4 separate regions of the Mus musculus genome follow, and all the other regions are linked to region 3. Evidence: chromatin contacts called from public Hi-C, Micro-C and promoter capture Hi-C data. All regions are on one chromosome and are shown on one strand. The core of a region is the stretch at or near the end of the contact, and the rest is flanking DNA. Distances in the headings are between cores, read along the strand shown.

Region 1 (6,436 bases), core at 524-3,023, 240 kb after region 3:
CATTGCTTCTTCTTACACTCTTCAACCCAGACTCTCACAGCCCCACGTGAGCTAAGGGCACACCTAGCACAAGTCTGTGGGTGATTCTGACCATAAGCTGTATACTCCCCACGACTTCATTCTCACTATGTTCCTGCTAATTTCTAGAACGTCTAAATATTCTCTCTCTCCCTGTCTTCTCCTCTCAGATAGATAGATAGATAGATAGATAGATAGATAGATAGATAGATAGTGTGTGTGTGTACCCATTGTATATCTGCCTGAGGGTGGAACCTAGGTCCTCAGGCAGGCTGGGTAAGCACTGTACCCCCAAGCACTAGGCCTTGCTACCTCTTAGGCAAACTACTACCTTTGAGCTTCTGAGTAACCCTAGGCTCTGCCCTCCACCCTATGTGAGTGGCCCCTCCCTCACCACCCAAGGTCCTATTTAACCTGGCCTCCTTTGGGAGGTTCCCTGGGTGCCCCCACCCCACTTTCTCCCATCTTCCCTCCTGCTTAGCCCTTCTCTGGAGAAAGGCTCACTTTGAGACAAGCTAGGCAGACGAGCTATCCTCAACCCCAGGAGAGAGGTCCTAGAAGTGGCCGAGTGTGGCAAGACTGGGCTTTCTTATCTCTGCTGTCTTTATCCACAATGAATGAAAGCTGGGCGGGACTCAATACTTTCAAGAACAGCCGATCTACAGGTCCCCGACTTGTTGAAATGGGAACCCTCGGAAGCAGGCCCCAGCACCCAGAGTCACCCCCTCAGCCCTATGTGGAAGTCAGGCGGCAGAAGACAACGAATAGAAGCAGGTGGGTCAACAGCCACAGAGGAAGGCTAGCGGCAGCCAGGCCCCTCCCACTCCCCTTAGGCTCCTCCCTCCCTCCTCAGCCCCGCCTTCCTGGTGAGTCAGCTTGAGCTCCTGGCTCTTCTAAGAGCTGAGGGCTGGGCAGAGGGCCAGGTCTTTCCATGCCAGGGCCCCTGGACCTCCCCATCCGGGAGCTGGGAGCCAGCCGGGAGCCTGAGCAGCGCAGCGGCCGCGTGAGGCCCAAACTTAACCCTTTCCTTCCATGTCGGACAGACATCACCCTCTTCCTCTGTCCCCAGGGCTGGTCAGCAGGTGCACTTAGGGACTCCTTAGGCTTCCACAGTGGGTTGCCCAGCCCCACGGTCCTGATGTTGTCTGCTCAGAGCCAACAGCACATCCCACCACCTGTGGGCTCCAGGATGCGCAGAGGGGCCAGGGATAAAACTGCTAATTCCTCCCACATGAGCACATCATTAAGCCTGTCTTTTCAGCGTGGGAGCCCCTTGGCTTTCTAATTGAACCACTGCTAAGGCAATTTTACTAGCAGTGAAAACAGCAGCTACAGACCCGGCTTTTCAGAATCGCCTTTGATGAAGCCGGGGTGGAGGGCTAGGGGCTGCTGGCGCTGGAGATGCCACCCCTCCCATTTTACAGGTGGAAAACCTGAGTCATGGCTACTGGGGAGACCAGCCAAGGGCTTGTAGCCAGCCGGGGGTGGGGGTGGGGCGGCAGGGCGGGGCCAGGCCCGGCTAGCTCTCTGAGGGGTGGGAGCCTGCTGTGAATCACAAAGCACTGCGCAAATGCACCGAATGCATGGATCTGGGGCAGCCTCCTCTCCCAGCAACCTGGGTACAACTGCCTGTTACCTTTCTTCCCCAAAGGGGATGGAGTCTTTAATAAAAGTGTAAGGAGAGCAAGCCAGCTTCCTAGAAGCCTCTGTGTCACACACGAGGTGTGGCCAAGCCTTCTGAATGGGATCTCACCAGTGTCTGGCTCCTCCCCAGCCCCAGCCCGACACCCCATTGGACTTCTAAGATGTAGACTCTCAGCCTCCATCCATGTCTCCTGCCTCAGGGCTGAACCGTTCTTTACTTTGGGGTCATGTCACGTGCTACTTTAGTATTCCAGGGCACCCCAAATCTCTCCTGTCTTCCCACTGGATGCCAGCAGTACTCTGCCTACCAGCTGCGACGTCTCAAAATGCACACAGACAGGGCTGCAGTCTCCTGGAGAAGGAGGAACACAAGGTCACTCCTAGCTAAGAGTAACAGTTGTAGAGATTTTGACTTAAAGGATCTGACGGTAGGACCCCAGCTGCCATTATTTAGTAAACAATCCTAATGGTCCCGGATGGCCACAGTCAGCATAATATTTGGCATCATTGCTGTGGTGGACAGGAGTCCTGCATCTGAGAGTCTCCTCTGTGCCATGGTAACAGTGCCTGCTACCCAGGTAAGCTTTATACAGACCATATGTTCACAGTAGACATGGTTAGAACACAGCTGGCAAACTACCTCATCTCAATCAAAATGTCCAGGGCGGATACATGAGTGTACAAAGGGTGGTATGTCCATTCGGAATATTATTGAGCCAGGAAAAAGGAGCAAAGTGCTGACACCTTGACAATCTCATTCTATATAAAAGGAATCAGGCACAAAAAGGCAAATTTAGTGTGCTCGAAAACGTGTAGCCTGTGGCAGTAAATGATAACCTCTCAGTGAGCTGTAGTGTGCACTACCGTCCACTATTTGGCACAGTGAGTCCCTGTAGGGGGTGGGAAACAATGCCCAATGCATGCTCAGCATGCAGGAATGTTCAGGGCTGAGCTCAACACAGGCTCAGGGTGCCGCTTCCTATTACACCAATGTGGCCTGCCTGGTCTACCAACGGCCTCTGAGGTTTGTCAGTGGCTCCCGAGCCAGAAGGCAGGTTTGCTGCGTCTCAGAATCTGCAGTGGCATCAGGCTGAGGCACTGCTTAGTAATAGTCCAGAGAAACCCGGCCACTCCCTGGGGCCCCTGTATCTGCGTGCTGTAGGCAGAGGCCAGAGGTGGACACTCTACCCTTCCTCCCGTGTGGCTTATCACACACGGTTCAGGGCTCAGTTCCACATGGCAGAGGCCACCTGAGGCAGGGAAAAATCCTCCTAGACAGCACCCCAGTCCTTGGAGAACCCCTTAGCGAAGCAAAGCGATCCAATTAGCCTCGGAGAGAGGAACTGAACAGAGGTGAGTGGCAGCTAGAGCAACCCCCCCCGCCCGCATCCCCCCCTCCCGGGACCCACAGTTCTGCCTGATGCAACTTCTACCAGCTGCTACTGCTAATTGGGGCAGCATGTAGGCCCTCAGAGGGCTCTCAGGAAGTCCCTGGCTTTCCTGGGCTTTCTCCCACAGCTCCCATAAGTCCCCAAAGCTCCCATCAGCTACTCAAAGATTCCAGGCCGTCCAAACCTTCCTATCTACAGTTCTCCAAGCAAACCCTGCCTGGGTTCAAATCCATCCTTTGGAGTGGGCTCCAGCTTGGCGACACACCAGACCCAGGCTCCGACTTAAGCTTCCAGGTGGCCCCAAGCCTCTCGATGCTGCTCCTGCCCGGTTTCTGGCACCTCATAAATTGTCTCAGGGTCCCATAGTTTTACAAGCTCTGAGTCCGCCGGGAGTGGCGACTCACTTTTCCCAGTGCCAGCGCTGACCTGCAGCCAAGCAGCAAGCACCTCAGAGACTTTGAGGGAAACCTCACGGGTCCTTGCCCACGCCTACAGGGCTGAGTGGCCAAGACTATACTCTGCCTGGGAGCCTCTGGAGGGACACAGGGGAGGCTGGCTGGAAGGTGTCTCTGCAGAGCCAGGGTTCTGTCAGTGTGGGACAATTACTACCACAGGGGGACCTTGGGTCCTGGCAGGTCATGAGTGTGTGTGTTATTGTGTGATGCACCGAGCACTAAGGGGCCAAGGCCCTATGTCAGCATCATGAGGATGATGCAGTATGCTGACCCAACTCCAAGTCTAGCTCCTGGGTATCCAGCACTGGGTCTCAGCCAATGGTCCTACACATGTTAGCTGCATTTACTTTTATTGCTAAATGTCATGAGCCCAAAGAACAGGAATTACTCCCGCTCCAGAGTCGAGGACGTTGCATCAAGGGACACACTTGAAAGCTCGTGGGCAACGGGGCAGATGAAAAGGATATGGACCCAGAGTCAAGGACTCAGCCACCGGGATAAGGGTCCTGTGGGAAGCTGTTACCCATCACAGGTCAGAGGTGCTTTCTGTCTCCTTAGTGGTGATCACTGGCCTCCTCTGACTACAGGACCCCAGGGTCCTGACTTGGAATGGCAGTCTGTCACAGAAGATCCAAGCTGGGCCTAAAGGAGCTATCCAGCCCCAGGTTCGCTGTGACCACTCACTGGAGGTTCTCCTATAGTGGGGACTGTCCATGTGCCCACTAGGGAGTCGATGTCACCACATGGTCTTGGAGGCTTCAGCTTCCTATCCCTGGCATCTCGTCCACGCGGCACCAGGTCCAGACTATACTCTTTTTTCTTTCTCTTTCTCTTTCTCTTTCTCTTTCTCTTTCTTTTTCTTTTTCTCTTTCTCTTTCTTTCCTGGCCTGGCCTTCCTTGATTTTCTCCCTCCAATGCCCTGGGCATTCTCAACCATCTTTATTTAACAAGACTCTCCCTAGAGGCCGCATGAACCTCACCGACGGGTTCCATGATCAGCGAAGGGTCCAGGTTGCCGAGACAGAGAGAGCTGAGCCTTTGGCCCCTTCCTTATGTAAGCCAGGGCTGCACTAAGCAGCCAGTCTTTCCGAACCCCAGCCTTGGAGGGGGTGGACTCTGAGGATCAGGCCTGCCTGAGTCACTGGTGCATGTCAGTGCTCAGCAAATATATCCCAATATTTCTGGATGAGAAGGCAAGGGACCCACAGGGTGATGAGGCCAGTGAGGGGCTGGTACGTGCAAGCCCATGGACATACTGTGTGCGCTCCATCAAGGGCAGTTCTGCCTGCCTCTTCCCAGGTGGCTGGATGGGGAAAGGGCCAGCTAGGGGGGAGGGGAACGTCCACCAGCAGGAAGCTACCTGGGTAGCTTCAGAGCAGTTCTCTTGGCAACTTTTGCCAGTCTGCGCTCTCCTCCCCTGACTTACGGTAGCCTGGCTCCTCCTGAGTGGTAGGGTGTGTGGGCCATTGTGCTCCCCTGGGGCACCTCGTGTTTGCTTAAGGCCCACACGCACCTGCAGCTTCCCAGGCTATAGGCTCCCTGTGATGTGCTAACAGCCAGGGGCAGGGCAAGTCCGCTCTGTAGTGCTACAGGGACTGTCACAGGTGACCTGTCCACCCTGCACCATCATAGTGGGAGAGAGGGCTACAGCTGTGACCACAGTCATGCTATTATGTGACACACGTGTACTTAAGCACAGACCAGCAAGTGGGGTACTAGAACTACTCCTGTTTTATAGATAGGGAAACTGAGGTATAGGGCATTAAGTAACTTCCCTGGAACTAAGTGGCTAGTAAGGCTGGATTTGAACCCAAGCCTCTGGATCCAGAACACAGACTCCTAACCACTATTTAAACTCTACTCACTCTGCTGTGGCCCCTGTGGTGTTCAAGGTCGTCTCGGGCCATTGCTGGCAAGTTTCTTGGGATGCAGAGGCTGGCACAGGCCTGGGCTGTGTGCCCTCTCCCAAGGTGCAAATTTTATCTATTTATATACAAAGTGTCAAAGAAGAGACTCAAGCACCCTGTAATGAAAGATAAAAAGTACAGAAGCAAGAATGTGTGACACCCAAGGACTCAGCAACACCTTCCCTGGGTGTTTACCAGGAAAAAGGAAGGCCTTTGTCCACACAAGAATGCTCACGTCTTTATCCTAACACCCACACCGTGGGGCAGGCCAATACTCATTGCTGGTAACTAAGCCATTGTGTTCGTACAATTGAACACTGCTCAGCCACCCATAAGGGCAAACTGTTGACTCCAGCAACAGGAGGCCCCCAAGGTGCACAGCCTGTGCATGTATTCCACTCTACAAAGTCACAGAGCTGGGGACATCCATCGCTGGCGACAGGTAGCCAATCTGTGACTGCCTCTCTCTGGAGCCTGGGAAGAGGCAGTCATTGAGGGGGTGACAGGGACCTGACAAGGCCAGGTGCTCTGTGTCTTGGCAAGAATGGTGGTGATGAGGGAGTATGAAGAGAGTGTATGTGTGTGCTTGTGTGTGCATATGTGTGTGTGTGTATATACATACATGTATAAATATTTTTATGTGTGCATATGTATACCTGTAAATGTGTATATTTATGTGTATATACACATATACATGAGATGTATTTAGCCATTCAGCTAAATGGCACCTCTGTGAAGGCTACAGTTTCTTAATTACACCTCAGAGGAAATGTATGTGTCAGAGAGACAAGCCCATACCCACCTCCCACTCTGCAAAAGAAACCAAGTGAATTCAGGTCGTGACCTGGGTGGGCAGGGCCTCCCATACAATTGCTTTAGGCATTTCCTGAAACGTGGTTGTGAGGATGAATCTGAAGGCTGAGGAGAGAATCTGCAGGTCTCAGTCACAGACGATCGGGAGACTCTGCACAGGTCTCACAGTACCTGCTGCCAGGACCTGCAGACACTGCCTTTCATTTCA
Region 2 (6,474 bases), core at 1,380-3,879, 170 kb before region 3:
TTTATGGGGTGAGCACACGGCACCCCTTCGAAAACTGGTAAGCCACACTGCAGCACTAACTAATGAGGGAAATAAGGCACAGAGAGGTTAGTCAACTCTACCAAGGTCACGTAGGGTAGCTGCGCACCCGGTATGTGAACCTACATAGGTTGAGACTACCTGCTGTGTGGTGACCACCAGAAATAGTTCCCTCCAAAGCTCCCTGCCACGATCAAGAGGAGCTAACTAGGCAGGGTAGTACGTACCATCAGTCCCAATACCGTCAGTCCCAATGCTCAGACAGAGTGACTTAGAGAAACCATGCCTTAAAAACAAAAACAACAGCAAGTGGAGAGAGAGAGAGAGAGAGAGAGAGACCCGGAGCCTGAAGACAGTTGATTTGATGTCAGCTCCTTTTTAAAAGGATAGGAAGAAGCCGGGCGTGGTGGCGCACGCCTTTAATCCCAGCACTCGGGAGGCAGGCAGATTTCTGAGTTCTAGGCCAGCCTAGTCTACAAAGTGAGTTCCAGGACAGCCAAGGCTATACAGAGAAACCCTGTCTCGAAAAACAGAAGAAGAAGAAGAAGAAGAAGAAGAAGAGGAGGAGGAGGAGGAGGAGGAGGGAGGGGGAGGGGGAGGGAGGAGTGGGAGTGGGAGGGGGAGGATGTATTTTGGGTGTGCACATCATGCCACAGCACTAGCGTAGAGGTCAGAGGTCACCTTGCAGGGACCATTTCTCTTGAACTGTGGGTAAGCAGTTCAAGTCCTCAGAGTACCCTATGAGGTCTCACCAGCCTTGATCTCGGGTCTTCCTGGGGCCTCACTGAGCTCAACACAGGAGAGCTATTCATGTTTTGTTCAGAAAAACTATCCATGTGGTATGGGCACGTGCCGGCTCACCCTGTGACCGGCACCCGGTGAGCATGTGTGATAGCCATCAAGGGCCCGGCTGTGTGAATTTGCCTGGAGAGAAACGAATAAATTCCTGTTCACTCCAGACAGGGCACCACCGTCAGCCAGCCAGAGCCGCCATTCTGCCTATGTCCAGCTTAGGCAATGAGTTTACTAGGGTTTCAAGTAGGCACCTAGGCACCCCCAAACCAGCTGCTGAGTCACTAAACTGCCTCAGCCTGGTATGTGGGATACTTTTCTGTTGCTGTGGTAAAACACCATGACCAAAGCCACTTAAGGAAGAGGGAAGGGTTTGCCTTTCTTCCAGAGGGTGGGTCGCAGTGGCCATAGGAGGCCAGAGCTTAGAGATCGAGTCTCAACTGCACACAGGAAACAGGAAGAGCAAACTGGAAGCGGGGTGAGACTGTACCCCTCAAAATCCACGCCAACTGATAAACTTCCTCCAGCAGGGCTGTGCCTCCTAAAGGTTCCATAGCTCCCACCACAGTGCCACCAACTGGAGAACAAAGTGTTCATGAGCCTGTGGGGGAGGGGACCCTTTGGTGATGTCGTCCCTCCTCCCTGTGGCTGCATGGAGCCCTTGCAGTTAACTGCCCATCCTCTATATGATCTTTTCTTTTCTTGTTTCCTTTTCTTTCCCCAAACAAGGTTTCTCTATATACTCCTGACTATCCTGGACTTGCTTTGTAGACAAGGCTAGCCCCAAACTTACAGAAATCCACCTGCCTCTGCCCCCTGAGTGCTGGGTTTAAATGTGTGTGCCACCATTCCTGGCTTCTACACACTCTCACTGATTAGCTATGAAGATGACCACAATGCTCAATCTCTCCAGGCCTGTTTCCACCTCCATTCAATGGAGACATTGCAGGGCTGATGTTCACGCTGGTGTGATGGGAACCCAGCAATCTGGGAATAGTGCCCGGCACACAGTGACACACACTTGGGCCACCAACGTGATGACACTTGCAGAGCCTAGAAGTGCCACAGCTGAGCAAGCCCAGAACCTGGCACAAGGGACTAACTCCAGTGTCATCCAAAACTCAAAGCTAAGGCCACATCCCACAGCAACTAACTCACAGTGTCAGGATTCCACCTGAACAAGGTCTGTAGCCAACAATTCCTGGGAATTACATGATGGAAGGAGAGAATGGACACCCTCCCCACACAAAAATGTCCTGATTTTCACACGTGTACGTACACACACACACTCCTCCCCTCCCCCAACAATACGTAAATCCAATGAAAGTTTAAATACACACATAAAAAAAGAATTTTCACTGTGTTCACAATTTGTGTGTTTCTCCTCTCTTTGAAATAGGATCATATATGTATCAAGGCCTCAAACTTGATATGTACCCTAGAACGTCCTTGAATCTCCGATTCTCCTGCCTCCACCTAAACCGGGGGCATAACTGTCCTGCACCACCGCAGGCAGGGCTTAGGCCTGGATGCTGAAAGGCAGATCGACCACTGTGTGCCATGAGGTGAAGCCCAAAGATGCGGGAATGGAAGGACGTGACCTGGGGCCCAGCTCAGGGTTCCCGGGAGTCTCCACGCTGGGCAGAGGCTGGGCAGGCACCCCCAACTCCCCCCTACACACACCCCACTTATCACCACCCCACCCCCACTCCCATCTCCAGGCCTTGCTGGGGCCCCGCCCCCACCCACAGAGACCTAGTCTAAAACCGGCTGCAGTTCTAAGACAGCTTGGGCGCCAGAGGGAGCTCCAAGGGACTGGACTGGCTTCTTCCCGCAGCTGGTTCAAACTGGTTTGGGCAGGGTGCGGCCTCTGCAGGCTGCATTCCAGGCCTCTGGCTAGCAGCGCATTCCAGGCCTTTCCAGGACCACTTGGGGTAGAACCTGGGGACCATAGCCTTGAGTCCTCTAAGAGGCTAGACCCTGTGCGAATTCAGCTCTTTGTTTAAAATCTTTCCTGCGGCCTTGGGCAGGGTCCTTGGCTTAGGACCTTCACCAGGTGAAGCCCTGAGTGGGGGTGTGTCAAAACCAATTAGTGACTGACTTGGTAGAAAAAGGGCAGGACAGCTCCCCATTTCTCCTGGGTCCCCAGTTCAAAAAGTGGGTTGGGACACGGGATTCCAGAAACACAGTGATTTCTGGCTTCCCAGATCCTTTAGAGTGTGACAACTTCTCCAGAAATTGACAATTTCCCTAAGCCTAGCCCGGGCTAACTTCAAACATACAGGTACCAGGGAATCACCTCAAACCTTGATCCTCCCGCCTCTCCCTCCCAAAAGTACTCTTAAAGTTTGGTTATAACGAACTTCAAAGAAACTGGCCTTCCAGATATCCAAACCTTTAGTGCACTCTCCCCAACTTCCTCTCTCACCCCCAAATTACCACCTTGCTGAATGAAACTTCAATCCAGTTCCCGCCTTTCCTAGGCCTCATGGCCAGGCTACAGCTGAACCAACGCAGTATAGGCAGCGCCTGGTGACCATGGGACACCCTGCCAAGCCTCAGCCCTCGCTCACCTCCCCTAGCCTTTCTTCTGGTTGTCCACCCAGTGGCTTTTGCCACTCAGTGCTGCTGGCCAACCAAGGCCAGCCTGGGCTCTTCCAGCAGTTCCCAGCCCTGGCAGGCTTGCTAGAGGGGGGTGGGGGTGGGGGTGACTCGTGAAAGAACTCAGAACTAGACATGTCATAGCTATGATGGATGAATGGATGGATGGATGGATGGCCATGTGTGGTCTCAGTGGATTCCCTTTCTAAGTGCCTGGTACCCAAGGCACTGCCAAGAATTTCCCAGAAGATGCTGGGCAGAGAGCTGGAGAGTCTGGATGGATGTGGAAAATCAGTCACACTTCCAGAAGTGGGGAGCCAGCAGCCCCAGGGCACGCAAAAGCCAGATGGAGCCAGTTTAGATTGCTCTGGAGGGTTGTCAGATAGAAGATGAACTCACACACACAGCAGGGAAGGATCAGGGTGGTGGGTATTTATTTCCAACCCTAAGACCAGCCCGTTTAAAAATAAACATAATATTTTAAAAGGCATCAGCTAGAAATTCAAAACTAGACTATGGTCTGGTCCTCTCCCCTTTGAGCTTCCCCGTTTGTATTGGAAGGAGGGCCTCCTCCTTGGCCCAGGCACTGCAGAATTTGGGTGAGCCTCCCAGCCTGGGTGTGTCAAATTTATCACCTATTCATTCATATTCATTCTCTCTCTCTCTCTCTCTCTCTCTCTCTCCCTTTGCCCCCCCCCGCACCCCCTGTCTTTCTTTTTGGGAGCCACTAAGTCTAGCCCACTCACTTCACCAGAGTCCCAGAATCCCATCTTTGCCCCACCCTGCCCGTCCCCACAGCTTTCCCAAATATGTTATATTTTTATGTGTGTCACGTTTACTAATTAGTGTGTGTGTACATGTGTGTAGGCCACATGTGCCAGCACAGGTGTATAGAGCTCAGAGGACAACCTCAAGGAGTCAGTTCTCTGCGTCCACTCAAGGGTCATGGGGGGTCTATTTCAGGTCCTCAGACTCGACCTGCAACACCTTTCCTCTCTGAGCCATTTTATTTTGTAGGATGGGGTTGGAGCTTATTTTAAAAGCTGTGAAGACGGACACGCGCGCACACACACACACAAATAACTGTAAAACAAATAAAAATCTGACTTGGAGAGGAAGAGATGAGCTACCTACCCCTCCTCAAGGCTTTCCAAGATCTCCTGTAGCCCAGGGTGGTGTCGAACCTAACCCACTATGTAACTAAGGATAACGACTCTTGATCCTCCTGCTTCTATCTGGGAAGTGCTGTGAGGCACAGCACCCGGTCTGATTAAAAACCTCCCTGTGGGTTTTTAACCTGCAGCCAGAGCTGGTTTACAGCCGCTCTCCTAGGCTGTTGGGGATGCAACGCGAGAGCGCAGCACCCGAGCTTCCCGCGTTGTGGCCGCTGCAGAGCGCGGTGCTGCCACTGGGCGGCGCTGCTCGCTCGGCCGGCGGCCGGCCCAGCGACCGCACCTGCTCCGCCTCCGCCAGGCCGACCTCCGGGCTATGGCACCAGGTCAGGGCAGGGCATCCTTCTGGACGCCGATCAGCTTGAGCCGGTGAGCACTGGGGCACGCGAGTTCGCGCTCTCCCTGACTCCGGAGTCTGAGGCGGAGGTAAGGGCGGTGGGTGCGGAGGGGCAGCGCGGTCTCCAGCTTGGGGATCGTGGCCCTGAACCCGGAGAGACTTCGACTTCACCGCGCCATCAACGGGGGCGGGGACAGGAGGTCGCCTTTCCGGATCCCTGCCCTCCTGGGGCTATCCAGAGATGCTTCTGCCCCAGTGGTAGCCAACCAAGGCCCATCCCCTCCTGGGTCCACCACACCTCCACCCAAGTCCCGTCCCCACCCGGGGCCCATATTCCCCCTCCCAACCCGTTCCCATTCCCACCCATCTCCCTTGGTCTCATACTCACCCTGGTCCCACCCCTACCCAGGGCCGGTATCCCCTTCCCCAGTCTTATCTCCACCCAGATCCCATCCCCACCTGGGACCTCTGGCCATCCCTACTTGGAGCCCAATCTTATCTGGGACCCACCCCACAAGAGTCTCATCTCCATGCAGGGACCCCAGCGTCCCCAGGTTTCCAGTGCACAGGGCTGAGAACGCCCAGAGCTACCACCCTGTGCCACGTAGGGCCATAGAGGGGCCCTGGAGACGCCACCTTGGCGCATAGTCCCTGCAGGGTCTCAGCCCCCTCAGCTCCTCTCGGCTGAGCCAGATGCCTGGAGCGGTGTGTGGGTTCCAGGAAGCCCCGAGGCGGCGGGCAGCTATGGTTGCTAAGAAAAAGAAGAAGAAGAAAAAAAAAATACCGCGTGAGTCCTGGTCGTATTTTCTATTTTAAACGCATAAACACAAAGTAGATCTAAAACTAGAGACTCCAGCTGTGGCGGGCGGTCTGTCTAGGTGTAGGGAAAAAAAAAAAAAGTTACCTACCCAAGTTCTCCACTCGGCTTCTTTTAAGACCCCCCACAGTGGTGCAGGCAGTTGGTAGATGCTCGCAAGACCCCTTCTCGGAAAATCGGGGGCTAAGCTTGTACTTAGATGTACAAGGTGTAGAATTCTCATCTGCACAAGGCTCTAAGTACCATTCCAGCATTCTCAAATTCTCTCTCTCTCTCTCTCTCTCTCTCTCTCTCTCTCTCTCTCTCACACACACACACACACACACACACACACACACACACACACCAGGAGAGAAATAGCTGTTAATTTGAAGGTCTGACTCAGCTCACTGTCAGAACACGTACTTGCCTAGCAAACTGCAGGCCCCTCCATCCAGCAGTGTAAGTGGAGGAGAGAAGAGAGAAGGCTCCAAGTAAAGAGCATTTGCTGCTCCTGCAGAGGCCCGGGTTCTGTTCCCAGCACCCACAATGGTGACCTACAGCTGCCTGTAACCTCAGCTACAGGGGTGTCCGATACCTTCTTCTGGCCTCCATGACACACAGACAAGTGAGCACACACAAAAGTATTTTTTAAAAATAAATTAATAGGCTGGGTGTGGTGGTGCACGCCTTTAAACCCAGCACTTGGGAGGCAGAGACAGGCGGATTTCTGAGTTCGAGGCCAGCCTGGTCTACAG
Region 3 (6,363 bases), core at 1,145-3,644:
CTTCCTTCCTTCCTTCCTTCCTTGTGGTCAGAAATTGGGGGACACTGGTTAACACAGAGGAGCAATGGGGACCTGGAGACAGCACCAGCTAGCTGGGCTGCTCACAGGGCTCGGCAGGAAGGAGGGGATGCTATGCCAACTGTCTGTTGGGGCAGGCGCTGGCCTGAAGCAGGGATAACTTAAAGCACAGTTCAGATCCTGTGGCGGATTCATATGTTGACTTTGTTCATTAAGGACAGTCTGCCAGGTAAAAATACCAAGGCTTGGCAGCCTCTTCTATCCCTTCTGGTTTTATTAATTCTATTTAGGTGGTATCACCAGCCGCTATCTCCATGGGTAGGGACAGGGAAGGTGGGCTCTCTTTTTCTGGGTTTAGACAACCAACCCAGAGTAGATTCTCAGAGGGGCAGCCCTGTGAGCTACTGTGTTCAGGAAACATCTTTGTCTTTCTGTCCCTGGGGCAGATGTCTCACCTTTTGCCAGAGTCCCTTGCCAACCCAGTGCACAAAACTCAACTGCCTCCCCCCCCCCCCCCCAGGAGTCTGCCTCATCAGGCTGCAAGACACTCACAGTCCGGGTCCTCCAGCTCTGGGAAGAGGCTCAGGGTGACTTGTTTTCGGTTCATTCGTCCCCTGTGGGTTTGGAGTGTGTCCCACAGCAGACATTTTTCCACTGGAATGGATTGGCTCAGAGCTGGGCTGGTAGGAGCAATCCCTTGGGGCCAAGCCTCCATGCCTAGCCACACTTCCCTCCCCACCCTCTACAGCAGGTGCCTGTGCAAAGCTGCAAAAGCATAAAGACCCACAGGTAGAAAAACCCACCGTGTGCACACCCCACTGCCCTAATCTCCAGGAGTACCACTTAACCTGGTGATGTGTTTATTGATGAGACACCAGGCAGTGACTCTGAGTACCGTCATAGGTGTGTGTGTGTGTGTGTGTGTGTGTGTGTGTGTGTGCACGTTGGTGGAGGGTTGGGGGTGTCAAACAAACCCCAGCGAATATCTACCTAGATTTATAGTCTGGCAGGCCCTCCTTTCTCCAGCGAATCAGACCAATCCCTGCCCCCTCCTCTCACCTTCCTGTGGACTTAGCTCAGATGTCACCGAGGAGGGGTGAGTATGCGTTTGCCTCCCACCTATTATCTACTTGGGGAACTCAGGTGTTTAGCACCCCTTAAGTACCTCTGCATTGCAAGTGTTTAACAAAATGTGTGCCAAAGTGACAGCTTGGCCTCTAAGCCCCATCACTAGGAGGAGGCTGTGCTCACCTAACATTAGATGAACCTTCTCAGCCCTCATCATCACTCCCAGCCCCCACTAAAGAGCTTTTAAAAGCCCACTTCTTCCTCTCCAGGGATCGGACCCCCCACCCACCCAGGAATGAACGCATTAAGCACCAACCTTAAATCTGCTATACACATATGCTGTAGCGCGGGCCACCCTGGCAGGCTGTGCCCTTCTGAGGCAGGGCCTGAGAGTCTCAACCTCCCCCCCGCCCCCCCATCGCCAGAGTCCATTGTCCTGTCGCCACCTCGGCCATTGTTCAATCCAGGCTTGTTGAATAAATGACTGGATGAACACTGAGTGTTTGGCATAGTGAGATGCCCACAGCAGGTGCTCAACCAATTTTTGTACAACCCAGAGAATGAACGAGTTCGTCTCTTTTCCATCCACACCCAAAAACTATGAGCAAAGCCGGGCCACTTATCCCGGGTACACTGAGGTTAAGGAGACCTCTAACTTTCTTACTAGATGCTAAGGCCCGCGACCACTGAATAGTCACTAGGGCCTTGCACACAGTAGGCGGTCCATAAGCCTTCACTGAGTTCGTAATTAATGAATGACTTAAATGAGTCCCGCTGGTGGGGATGCTGCCTTCCGTGCCTATTGACAGTGAAAGACTTCCCCGCATTCCAACTCCTCCCGTGGGACCCCAAAAACCCTGCACGCAAAGTCAGAGCGCACTACGCATTCCGGGGACCCCTGGAAAGGATCCGTGGCCGGACCAAACTGCGGCCGCGTGGGTGCATGCCGCATCGCCCGGGCGGCCTCTCCGGGGCTCCTAGGTATCCGCAGAGGGTACCGGGGCCGCGGCCACGTGCAGAGCCCGGAGCGCCGCTTGCAGGAGCAGGGTCCCGCCAGGCTGCAGCCCGCGAAGTTCCCACCTTAAGTTCCCGTCGCGGCGTCCCCGCCTAGGAGCTAGCCGGGCCGCAGCTCTGTCTCCCGGCGCAGCGATGCCGGGGTGAGGATGCGAGAGGGGGCAGCAAGCGGCACGTGGGACCCGCTTGGCCTGCCGGGGCTGCCCGCAAACTTTGGCCCCAGGGCCGCTGTCCTGCGCGCTGGACCCCTGACCGTCCCGCCTCCGCCTCCTGGTGCCCGCCGGGCTGCAAGTGCGCCGGCAACGCGGCGCGGCAGCAGCTGAGGGAGGTGGCCGGGCAGGAGGCGGGACGGAGGGAGGGGACTGCGCGCGGGGCGGGGAGAGGGGCGGGCGGGGGGCGGGAGGATGGAGCCACCGCGGGACCCGCCACTGCGATGCCACGCACCCTGACCCGACCCAGAGTCCAGGTCCTAGCGGAACGCAGTGCTGCACTCTCCCCATCCTGCCCATAACCATCTCCTCCCATAATCATCTCCTGCGCCCTGCAGGCCCCTGCCTTCCGGTGGCGACCTTTTAAGTCCCAGCGCTGCTCCTCCCAGGGCTCCTGGCCTGAGGCGCATCCACTTCTCCAGTTTTCTCAGTGGTCGTGGGACGCTCTTCCACCCTAGGCTCAGCGAGTACCAGGACCCGAGCCTCATTCCCCACGTGAGTCGCTATCGTGGGAACGCCACCGAACCAGTCTTCTGTCCTTAGGTCCAACCTCACGCTGAACTGTCACGGACACTGCAGATGTCACGTCGGGGGTGGGGTGGGGTGGCCGCATTTTATGTGTGGCAGTCCGGGAGCCCCACACGCTCTCCACCTTACCATACCAGCCATACATGTGCCTTCTCCATTGGCGGCCTTGGGCTTTTCCTGCCCCTGCGGTCCAGGGCCTGCGCCACCTTTGCAGTGTCACCAAAGCCAAAGAATGAGCGCTCTGGGCCCCAGAATGACTCCTATGCTGTAGTTCCTCACTGTCCCGGGTGGGTCCCGGTCTGGCAGTCTCTGGGTCCTGTACTCAGTCAACAGCCTGGAGAGGACAGGGTGGATTCTGGAGGCCTCTGAGTTGGCAGAAGTTGCAGCAGGATTTGGGATTAGGTGGGAAAGCTGTCTGAGAAGAGAGGGAGTAACCTGCTTGGGGAAATTGATTGGTACTGTCCTTTCTCCTCCATCAGGGAAGCAGGAGAGACTCAGGAACCAAGCTCAGCGAGTGTGCCTCCTATGCCTGGGGCTTCTTTAACGAGTTGCTTAGGCTTGGCCCCGGGGGATGTAAGCTTTGGGTTCACTCAGCACGTGGGTGGAGACAGATGGCAGAGTCAGAGAGTCAGCTGAGGACCTGTCCCAAGAACTCTCAAGCTTCTGCAGCGTCTACACCAGGAGAAAGGGGGGCGGGAAGTGCAAGTAGAAGGGGAGGTGGGGGAGGGGCTCTTCAGATGGAACAAAGTCGACTCCAGATCAGGGCCAGGAACTGAGAGGACCTCATCTTTGGGAGATTTGCAAAGAGATCCCACTAAGGGGCAAACAAAGGCTTCTGAGATGCTGAGAGACACGGGGAGGCAGTGTGCCGGAGGGACATAAATAACAGAGGCCAACATAAAGGTTCTCGGTGGACTCTGGAGGCCAGTGCTCCCACGTCCCATGTTGAAAACATGGCTGGTCCTTGGTGCTCTGTTAGCATGAACAGAAGGACCCATACATCCATCTTTCTTGCTTTCTTCTGAGCCTCGGGTTCCAGAGCAAGGGCTGTGCTGTCTTCCTCTGGCCGGCAGCTTCCACATGGGAAAACTTAAGAGTAGCCTCTTCAGTGATTGTTGGAGGAAGCCAGCACTGTCCTATGACAGCAAGCCTACTACTGCTGTCCCCATGGAGGACGGCAGGACCAGGATGTGAGCAGAAGTTCTCAAAACCTTACTGTGGTCTGAGTCCTCTGGAGAATTCTTCAAACCCACTGGATCATACTTGTGACCCTTCCAGCAAGTTCCCTGGTCTGGGCTTTTTGAAGACTTCAGTTTATCCCAGCTCCATCTGGCCTCAGAGAGATACTTAGATGGGTTGTGAAGCCCAAGCTAGCCTAACTACTTTATCCTTGGGTCTGGGCCTATCGGAACTCGGGGCACCTGAGTCTGGTGTTGGGGTGACTTGAAGACAGAAAGCCCAGCACAACAGAGGCAAAGACTCCACCCTCCCCTGCCCTCTACCCCCGACCTCCACACAGTCTCAGACCCAGGCTGTTCTCAAGGGTGAATTTATGATCTTATCCCCTGCTGTGCTTCACCAAGTACAATAAAATCCTTCTAAATCCTTTTAAGGATTCCCTCTGCAGCTCTCTCTTGTGCCTCCTGCCAGATCTCCAGTTCTTATCTTCATTTTCCTCCCGAGAAGCATCCCTGGCCAAGTTGTCCTGTGGAGAAGGATGCTGAGGGTGCTGGGGTCGGCTTTCTGAAAAGATGAGGACCATCAGGCTTGCTGACACATGGGGTAGCCTGTGGGTAACAGGCTCGCACTTGATCTGTAGGCGGGCTATGGCACGGAGCCCTGCTTTATTTGTCTCTACTGGGTTAAGTTTTAAGAAGTTTGAAATTGATTGCTAACATTTAAAAATCACATTTCATATGACATTATTATTTTTTTTGAAAAGCTGGCAGATCTGGCTAGTATTTTTTTTTTTTTTTTTTGAGAAAGGGTTTCTTGTAACCCAAGCTAGCCTTGAACTTGCTATGTAGCTAAGGATGACCTTGAATTTCACACACTTCTATCACCCCCCTTCTAAGAGCTGGGATTATAGCTGTCCACCACTAAACTTTGTTTTTAATTTAATTAAAAACTTAATTTGTTTTAATTTTATAAAGATTATTGATCAGGATTTCCTGACCTTGAACTTGATACATCTGAGGATGCACTTGAACTCTTGACCCTCCTGCCTCCCTGGCCAGCAGTGCTAGTGAGGACCACGGTTTGTTTCTCAGCCTGCATCCCATCATGTAAGTCATTTAAGTTACTGCCAGATCCCCAGGAGCCAGAGCTGGTGCAGATCATCTTAGCAAACCTCCTAGATTCACATGGTAGATGGCAAAGCCGGATCTGAAGCCATGCCAGTCCGACCCCAAAGCCTAAACTCACCCTGAAACCAAACGCCATTCCCCTAGGGGCCGGAGGAGACTCATTAGAGCTGCCTCAGGACTTGCCTTAAAAGGGAGTTGCTGTCAGCGGGTCAAGTATGTTCTCCATCTTATCCACTACCCACTGTCAGCGAGTCACCAAGTCCCTGGTTGCTTTCCCGAGGCAGCTAGGGTTATCCACAGCTGTCTGAAGCTCTTACCTATCACCAGAGATAAAAACGTTTAGATTAGATTATAGCTGGGGAGTCTGAAGAGGTTAGCTAGGGAACTGGGCCATATCCCGGGACTTGAGGAGTGCAGCTTGTTATAGGGAAAGGACTGGAGTCAGGTCAGGGAGGAGAGCCAGGTACCTTTCTCTCTCAGGAGACCCCATCTTCTGGCCACTCTGTCCCCTTTCTGGGCCTCTGATTCTTGCCTGCCCTGCTCCTCTACCCAGAGTCTTCACCCCATGGATTTTCTTTGTCACCTTGAGACTCCTCATCCAGGAGTGGGGGTGAGCAGTGTGTGAGAATGGGCCACTCAAGGACAGGCCTGGATGTTTAGCACAACACTGATCATTTTGCATTAATTTTGATATTTTAAGATATTGTATCAAGATGTTATTAGTTCTCCTTAGTGACTTCTTTGGAAGAGCCTACAAGGTCACTCTTTCACCCCAGCTCCAGCCTGGGGCCCTTTTCTTCCTTCCTTCCTTTCTTTCTTTCTTTCTTTCTTTCTTTCTTTCTTTCTTTCTTTCTTTCTTTCTTCCTTCCTTCCTTCCTTCCTTCCTTCCTTCCTCTCTCTCTCTCTCTCTCTCTCTCTCTCTCTCTCTCTCTCTCTCTCTCTTTCTTTCTTTTTTTCTTGCGCCCTGGCTGTCCTGGAGCTTCCTGTGTAGACCAGTCTGGTTGGGAATACACAGAAGTCTGTCTGCATCAGCCTCCTGAGTGCTGGGATTAAAGGTGTGAACCACCATGCCCAGATACATATATGGAGAGAGAGAGAGAGAGAGAGAGAGAGAGAGAGAGAGAGAGAGAGAGAGAGAAGAAGAGAAAGAAGAGAAGAGAAGAGAAGAGAAGAGAAGAGAAGAGAAGAGAAGAAGAGATTGAAGTCATGGCTGTGGGTTT
Region 4 (5,901 bases), core at 1,982-4,481, 180 kb after region 3:
CAGTTAACCATCCATGCTCTGTGTTAGCTACACCTCCCAAAGCTGTGAGAACACGAGGTCACGTGCAGCTTGGACAGCGGGAACACGGGGTCACATGCAGCTAGCTTCTTCAGAAACATGCACAGCTGGAGGGGAGGAGGGTGAAGGTGCAGCTGGAATCTCAGGTGGGGGTCTAATGGCCCTCTCCCGTGAGGGACAGTCAGCCAGGCAGGCTGTGAGGGTCTCTTCTGGGAAGTCCACGCCACTGTGATGAAAATGGTGGTGGCTGTCATGCTCAGAATCAGCTGCCCACAACTTCCTATCTGAACGCACACATGAGGGCTGATTGTCAGGTCTCTCTCTGAGAACAGAACCTCTAATTTATTCACTCTGTGTTGTATATTGCTAAAAATATGGAGCACCCACCTTTTTTGCAGCTGGGGGGCAGTGAGGTAAGTGGAAGTCACCAGAGGGGGCCTTGGTAAAGACTTCTATAGAGTGTCCCTGTCACTGGAAGCTCAGCCCTGGTGTCCCTTTGTCCTGCCTGAAATGCCAAGATGATGGCTGGAGCTATAGCATTCATCTTGGACAGTGATGTCACTGAGCATGGAGGCTCTGTGTGTGGGGTGATGACATCACATTGTGACATGAATGACATCACATTGGGAGATGAATGACATCACATTGGGACATGAATGACATCACATGGGGCATTAATGACATCACATTGGGAGATGAGTGACATCACATTGGGACATGAATGACATCACATTGGGAGATTAATGATATCACATTGGGACATTAATGACATAACATCAGGACATTAATGACATCACACTGGGACATTAAAGACATCATAGTCCTGCTGTGTCAGAACTAAAGTGCCTTCTAAGGAGAGGAAATGAGCTCTTTGAGGTAGTCTGTTAAAATCAACTCCACTGTGCAGAGGTCCATGTGGTGAGGACGTAAGGAAGATCCTTGAAGATGTTGGGCCCACTCCTGAGGAACTGAACCCTACCGGAGGCCACAGGAAGGAGCTAGGTCCCCCTCTGTCACTCCAGGAGGAGACACTGCCCTGGGAACCCCAGGACTGAAGACATGGCTGGGCCACACTTGGACCTTCCTTTTATGGATACAAAGAGAAACAAAATGAATGGCTTACCGCTACTGTGCTTGCTAGGGGATTTGTTACTCAAGGTTGGCCAGCCAGTACAGAAAGACAGGGCTGGCGCGTGTCAGCGCATGTCAGGAGGGAACGTGGTTCTGGGCCTCCATCCCATGATGACCTCACACACAGAATGCCGACTGGGGAATGTTTAGAATGTAAAGAGCAGGCACACAGTAGGTGCTCAAGAAATGCACACAGTAGGCATGTACTCCCCCAGAGTACAGTCAAGAGGTGAATTGTGGGCACTTAGGGCAGGGGGGGCTTCTCATGGCTTTGTCCTCAGAACTCTAGAAGCCTCAGCTGGCATTTCAGGGGTAGACGATGGTGGGGGGGGGTGGTTTGGGGGGGGGGGATAGCCTGCCCATGGCTCCAGGGATAGGCTACGGAACCGGAGGAGGCCCTGGGGACAGGGAGCATGTGGGCAGGCCTGGGGGGTCTCCTAGAAGGGGAGCCATGGGGCCAGCCCAGGGGCAGGGTGTGAGTGGGAGGAGAAAGGCAGCACGCGGGGACATCAGCCTCGGTGGTCAGGGGACGCATGGATGGATGAATGATAGTGCCTTTTTTTCCTGATGAGAAATACATATTGGGGACACCTGGGTAACCCTTCTCATCTGGAAAGCAGCGTGGAGGTAGCTGTGACCTTTAAATGAGAGACACTGCTTGATCACACCACCAACAAGACGAAGCAGGACGCATGCCCACCATCACTGACACCTATGACTGGTGTGCCACAAGTGACTTCTGTGTGATCTCTATGATACCTGTATTTCTGTGAGATCCTGGAGGCAGTCCTGGGTACCCCCAGGGCACAGGGGAGGTGTCTGCTCTGCCGACCGTTTCTCTCTGGCTGTGTCATGGAAAAGAAGAAACCACTCAAAGAAAGCGAGCCCCAGCTGGATGGCCTTCTCAAGTAGGCTGTGGCTGCCAGATGACAGGGTGCTCCTGTCAGAGACGGCCTCAGGGACAGCCTCTACCCATTCCCACACAGTCCTGAAACAAGACACCTCTTGAACTGATTAAGCTGTGGCCAGAGCATCATGACATCACTTGGGGTTTAGGTGTCCGTCTCGCCGCTGCAGGAGGATGGGTCCTGGTTTTGGAAGCGGGCAGGGGCTGGTAGCATGCCTGTGGGCTGGAGTCATCACGCTGCAATCAGGCTTAGTCAACTCATGCCACTGGTATTCAGGGTCCTGACGTAGATTCTAACCTGTCTCATATGTCCGGTGTCCTAGGCCAGTCACTGGGACTCATGCTCTTTTCTGATTGGCCAGTGCTGATGTGAATTTTTAGTGCCATTCCAAGTGTCCAGAGCAGCTGGGGGCAACTGGTCAGTTGGATACAGTGTGAGGTGGGATGTGTGAGTCCTATTATTCTCCCCTGCTAGGTAAAGGCCAAGGACTTGACCAGCAGCTTATGTGTCCGAGAGAAGGGTCACCCCAAGTACTGTGTGCATGGGGGATCCCCTTGCTCATGATTTGTTGCATGATGGTCCTATTGCGCCAGGAAGAGGAGGATGGGATGAGATGCTAAAGTCCCCTTGAGGTCCTCTTGAGGTGCCCTGGAAGATGCCGAGGTCCCTTGCAGACTCACATTCTAATGGAGGCTACAGCTTTTTAAAACCTTTTTTTTATTATTATTCTTTGTGAATTTCACATCATGCACCCCAATCCCACCCATCCCCCCATCCCTTCCTACCACCCTACTCCCTTGCATCCCCCCCCCCAAAAAAAGAAAGAAAATCTTATCCTGGGACCTCTAGTGTGCCACAGTGCGTCCCACAGTGTACCCTTGTGTCCACACTTCTTTGCTTGCAAACGTTCATCGCAATGAGTCTTTGGTCTGGTTCAAGGCCTCTGGCTTCTGCTACACCATCAACACCAGATCCTCACAGGGACTCCTCCCAGTTATCCTGTTGTTACCCTGTGCCATGGAGATCCTGCAGCTTTGCATCTGTAGGATCAGCCCGTTCACGAGCCCCAGCAGGTCATTCATGGGCTAGAAGTTGGTGTGGCTAACTCACAGCCCTGGATTTGGGGCCTGAGAAGTATCTGAGCTGGTCAGCCAGCCCGCTCTCCCACATCCATACCACCAGGGTGAGCTCTCCTGCACTGTCCCAGCTAACTCATCCACCCGGTGCCCTAGCTGGCAAGGGACAGAAACAGCTCTATCACTCTTCTACCCTTGGGGCTTGCTCACTGTAACAGGGCCAGCTTTGCTGTGCTGCCCAGGCAAGGTGCAGGGCCTGCAGCAGGTGAGGGGCAGGGCCCGCTCTCCTGCTCTCATGACCCCAGGGCCAGATCTCCCACCTGTTGCAGGTAGCAGGACGGTGGACATCTCCCCATTGCCCACACTGCCACAGGGCAGACAAGCGACAGGGCCATCCTCCCACACTCACACCCCCGGGGGCCCAGCTCATTCACAACTCCCACAACCAGAGACTACAGATTTTAAGAAGTGGTCTTAAAATGGTGGAGTTAAAGAGATACAGAGTAATTGTTAGAGTTGGGGAGTGGGGTCCCTTAAGACCGTAGTTATAGATGGCTGTGAGCTGCCATGCCAGTGCTGGGAATTGAACCCCATGTCCACTAGAAGAGCAGCCAGTGTTCTTAACCCCTGAGCCATCTCTCCAGCCCCTCAGGACACTTTTGGTTGCTATGCTGTATGGGTGAGCGTGTTCCTGACAAGAGCCAGGGTGAGCTGAGATACTGTGGGGCCCTCCATCCTGCCCAGGATGTCAGTGGCATTGAGGAAGGCAGATGGAGGTTCAAAGGAAACAGCTCGGTGGGAGGAGGGGAAGCAAATGGAGGGGGAGGGAAGGGGCCGATGGCTTGGAGGGCTAGCCTGGGTTTTGGACAGCCTTAGACCTCTGCTTCTGTTAGCATAGGAAGCTCCTTGAGGCTCGGATGGAAGAGGCTCATGCCCTGAGTGACTTGAACAGAGTCTCTCTGCTGTTGTGTGAGAGCCACTGGCACCATGAGGGCCCGATGGGGCCAGCAATCAGTGTGGGGGAGTGCTGATGGCAAATGAGAGGGGAGCAGAGTTCAGATCTGAGGTGTTGAGAAACTGGTTCCAGGGGATTTGCTGATGGAGATGGGGTTGAGGGAGGGAGGGAGGGAGAGGGAGAGGGAGAGAGAGAGAGAGAGAGCAAGCAGGTTTCAAAGGGGCAGCAGGAAGGGGCGTGGCTCATTCAGGGCCTCTGGTCCCTGTGAGGAGTGTGTGCTGTGATCTAAGTAGGACAGGAGTCACCACGGAAGTCAGGACAGGGTGTTAATGGGTGCCATGACATGGACCAGGACACTTATTCAGAAGTTTGGAGCTGATCTAAAAGCAGCCATCATCCCAGCGTAACTGTCACTTTCAGATTCCAGCCTTCACGGCTTCCAAACTGGCCGTGTTACATGTTCACGTGAGATTTCAATATGAAGAGTGACCAGGCTTCCAGAATCCTCCTCACAGGCGTGCTTCCTGTGCTGGGGGGCGGGGGGGGGGGTAAGCTAACCCTGGTAGCCCCTCCCGCCCCCACCCCAACACCACCCCCACCCACTGCCTCCACTGTTGAGAGAGTCTCAATCATCTCTTTTCTTTGAACTTGGATTCTATAAACGAGGTCCTGCTAGGACAAGGGGGCGTGCTCATGGGTGGGAGAAAAGGGGTTTCCGCACTTGGCTCCACGGTCCCTCACCACCCCATGCTTGGGAGTGTGGACTTCAGAATCCTGAGTGAGTCCGGCATCCGGACAAGTTCAAGGTGAGTGTGGAGGGAGGGTGGGTGCTGAGATGCTGCATCCTCAACTGGCACTCAGTGGATCCTAGAAAGCTGGGAACAAACCCAGGAGGGAAGTCCCTTTGAGTGTGAAGTCACTGCCATCCACTCGGCACAGAATGGAAGGACTCTCCGTGGGAAAGACAGCAGGGGACTCCGGAAGGGGTCCCTGGGGTTTTCCTGGCAGCACTCTCGTGGGCCGGAAGGGCAGCTGGGGTCATTTGTTGCTGTTCCTGTTGCCTGGGAAGAGCTCAGCCATTCCGCCATGGGTTAGATGCTCTCAACTTGGTGCTTGAGCCGACAGCATGTGAGCGAACAGTAAAAAAATGAGTGCCGGCAAATTTTGAGATTTTAAGTTTTCATTACCTAACAACACATGAACAGCTGGTAGGAAAGCAGGGTGCCAAGCCGAGAGAAACTGAGAGAACAGAGCTCCCAGGCCAGTGCCCTGCTTGGCACTTTTTCCTCTTCCACATTACCCACGAGGCCTTGTGCGCTCCTCTTCCCATTGGCTGGAAAGTGATGGTGCTGTCCTGTGCAAACCAGAAACCCCAAGAGCCAGAGTGGGGCCCAGAGCAGGGCCTGAGGGTGTGGGTGGTGGCAGCTAGGCCTGCCCCTGCGCACCTTGCCCAGGAAGGAGCCTCGTTTGTTTGCACCATTCAGTTAATCTTGCTTCTGGCTGCCCGGGCAGCTATGGACCTTACCTCAACATTTTCTTAGGCTCACAGCCTCCGCTTGAAGGTGCCGTTTAGCAGGGCGGCAGGGGCTCCCGGCTGGTTCCCTGGGGTCCTGGGAGAGGTGTGCCGCACGAAGAAAGCTCATATTTCTCACTTTTAAAAACAACCAGGCCCATTCCCTCTCCAATGTATTCTTTGTTTTTAAATGCAATTTAGAAAGGGCCAGAGTCTTTCCCCTGGCCTAGCCGTTTCCTGTGGGCCTAGCTAATGTCCTGGCACCTTGCCTCCAGGTGGTCCTGGGTGGCTCAGCTCCTC

What was found. Promoter capture Hi-C pulls out the DNA fragments that hold promoters and counts their contacts. Hi-C and Micro-C count contacts between places; a contact is called where the count stands out from the background.
Region 1: a contact with region 3 is called in a Micro-C map of embryonic stem cells, with 2.1 times the contacts expected there. The contact joins the enhancer-like site here to the promoter of Kcng1 in region 3. A contact is called at or near these places in 3 of 39 promoter capture datasets (the C10 cell line, embryonic stem cells and pre-B cells), 1 of 484 Hi-C or Micro-C datasets (embryonic stem cells), 1 of 115 datasets of contacts at active chromatin or transcription factors (embryonic stem cells) and 2 of 9 other capture datasets (adipose tissue and embryonic stem cells).
Region 2: a contact with region 3 is called in a promoter capture Hi-C map of stem cell-derived epiblast-like cells, with 2.7 times the contacts expected there. The contact joins the enhancer-like site here to the promoter of Kcng1 in region 3. A contact is called at or near these places in 1 of 39 promoter capture datasets (stem cell-derived epiblast-like cells), 1 of 15 datasets of contacts at CTCF or cohesin (embryonic stem cells), 4 of 484 Hi-C or Micro-C datasets (all in embryonic stem cells), 5 of 115 datasets of contacts at active chromatin or transcription factors (all in embryonic stem cells) and 3 of 9 other capture datasets (adipose tissue, embryonic stem cells and pancreatic islet).
Region 4: a contact with region 3 is called in a Hi-C map of pre-B cells, with 3 times the contacts expected there. The contact joins the enhancer-like site here to the promoter of Kcng1 in region 3. A contact is called at or near these places in 5 of 39 promoter capture datasets (embryonic stem cells, frontonasal cranial neural crest, liver and 2 more), 5 of 484 Hi-C or Micro-C datasets (Sertoli cells, bone marrow-derived macrophages, embryonic stem cells and 2 more), 10 of 115 datasets of contacts at active chromatin or transcription factors (embryonic basal ganglia, embryonic forebrain, embryonic hindbrain and 5 more) and 2 of 9 other capture datasets (liver and macrophages).

What each region holds. Positions count from the first base shown.
Region 1 is chr2:168,524,153-168,530,588 of GRCm38.p6, forward strand. The region is part of intron 5 of Nfatc2 (nuclear factor of activated T cells, cytoplasmic, calcineurin dependent 2); the gene reads right to left. Among named protein-coding and RNA genes, the nearest start is that of Nfatc2, 63 kb to the right of the region's middle. Within about 2 kb of position 1,774, at least 247 of the 459 cell types and tissues checked have an H3K27ac peak or open chromatin away from gene starts, as enhancers often do. A contact at or near this core is called in adipose tissue and embryonic stem cells, where this site is marked.
Region 2 is chr2:168,112,497-168,118,970 of GRCm38.p6, forward strand. No RefSeq gene overlaps it. Among named protein-coding and RNA genes, the nearest start is that of Gm46787, 29 kb to the right of the region's middle. Within about 2 kb of position 2,630, at least 104 of the 459 cell types and tissues checked have an H3K27ac peak or open chromatin away from gene starts, as enhancers often do. A contact at or near this core is called in embryonic stem cells and stem cell-derived epiblast-like cells, where this site is marked.
Region 3 is chr2:168,278,712-168,285,074 of GRCm38.p6, forward strand. Kcng1 (potassium voltage-gated channel, subfamily G, member 1) reads right to left here and starts at 2,395. Exons shown (of 3, transcript NM_001081134.2): 1 at 2,167-2,395.
Region 4 is chr2:168,456,585-168,462,485 of GRCm38.p6, forward strand. No RefSeq gene overlaps it. Among named protein-coding and RNA genes, the nearest start is that of Gm33413, 20 kb to the left of the region's middle. Within about 2 kb of position 3,232, at least 33 of the 459 cell types and tissues checked have an H3K27ac peak or open chromatin away from gene starts, as enhancers often do.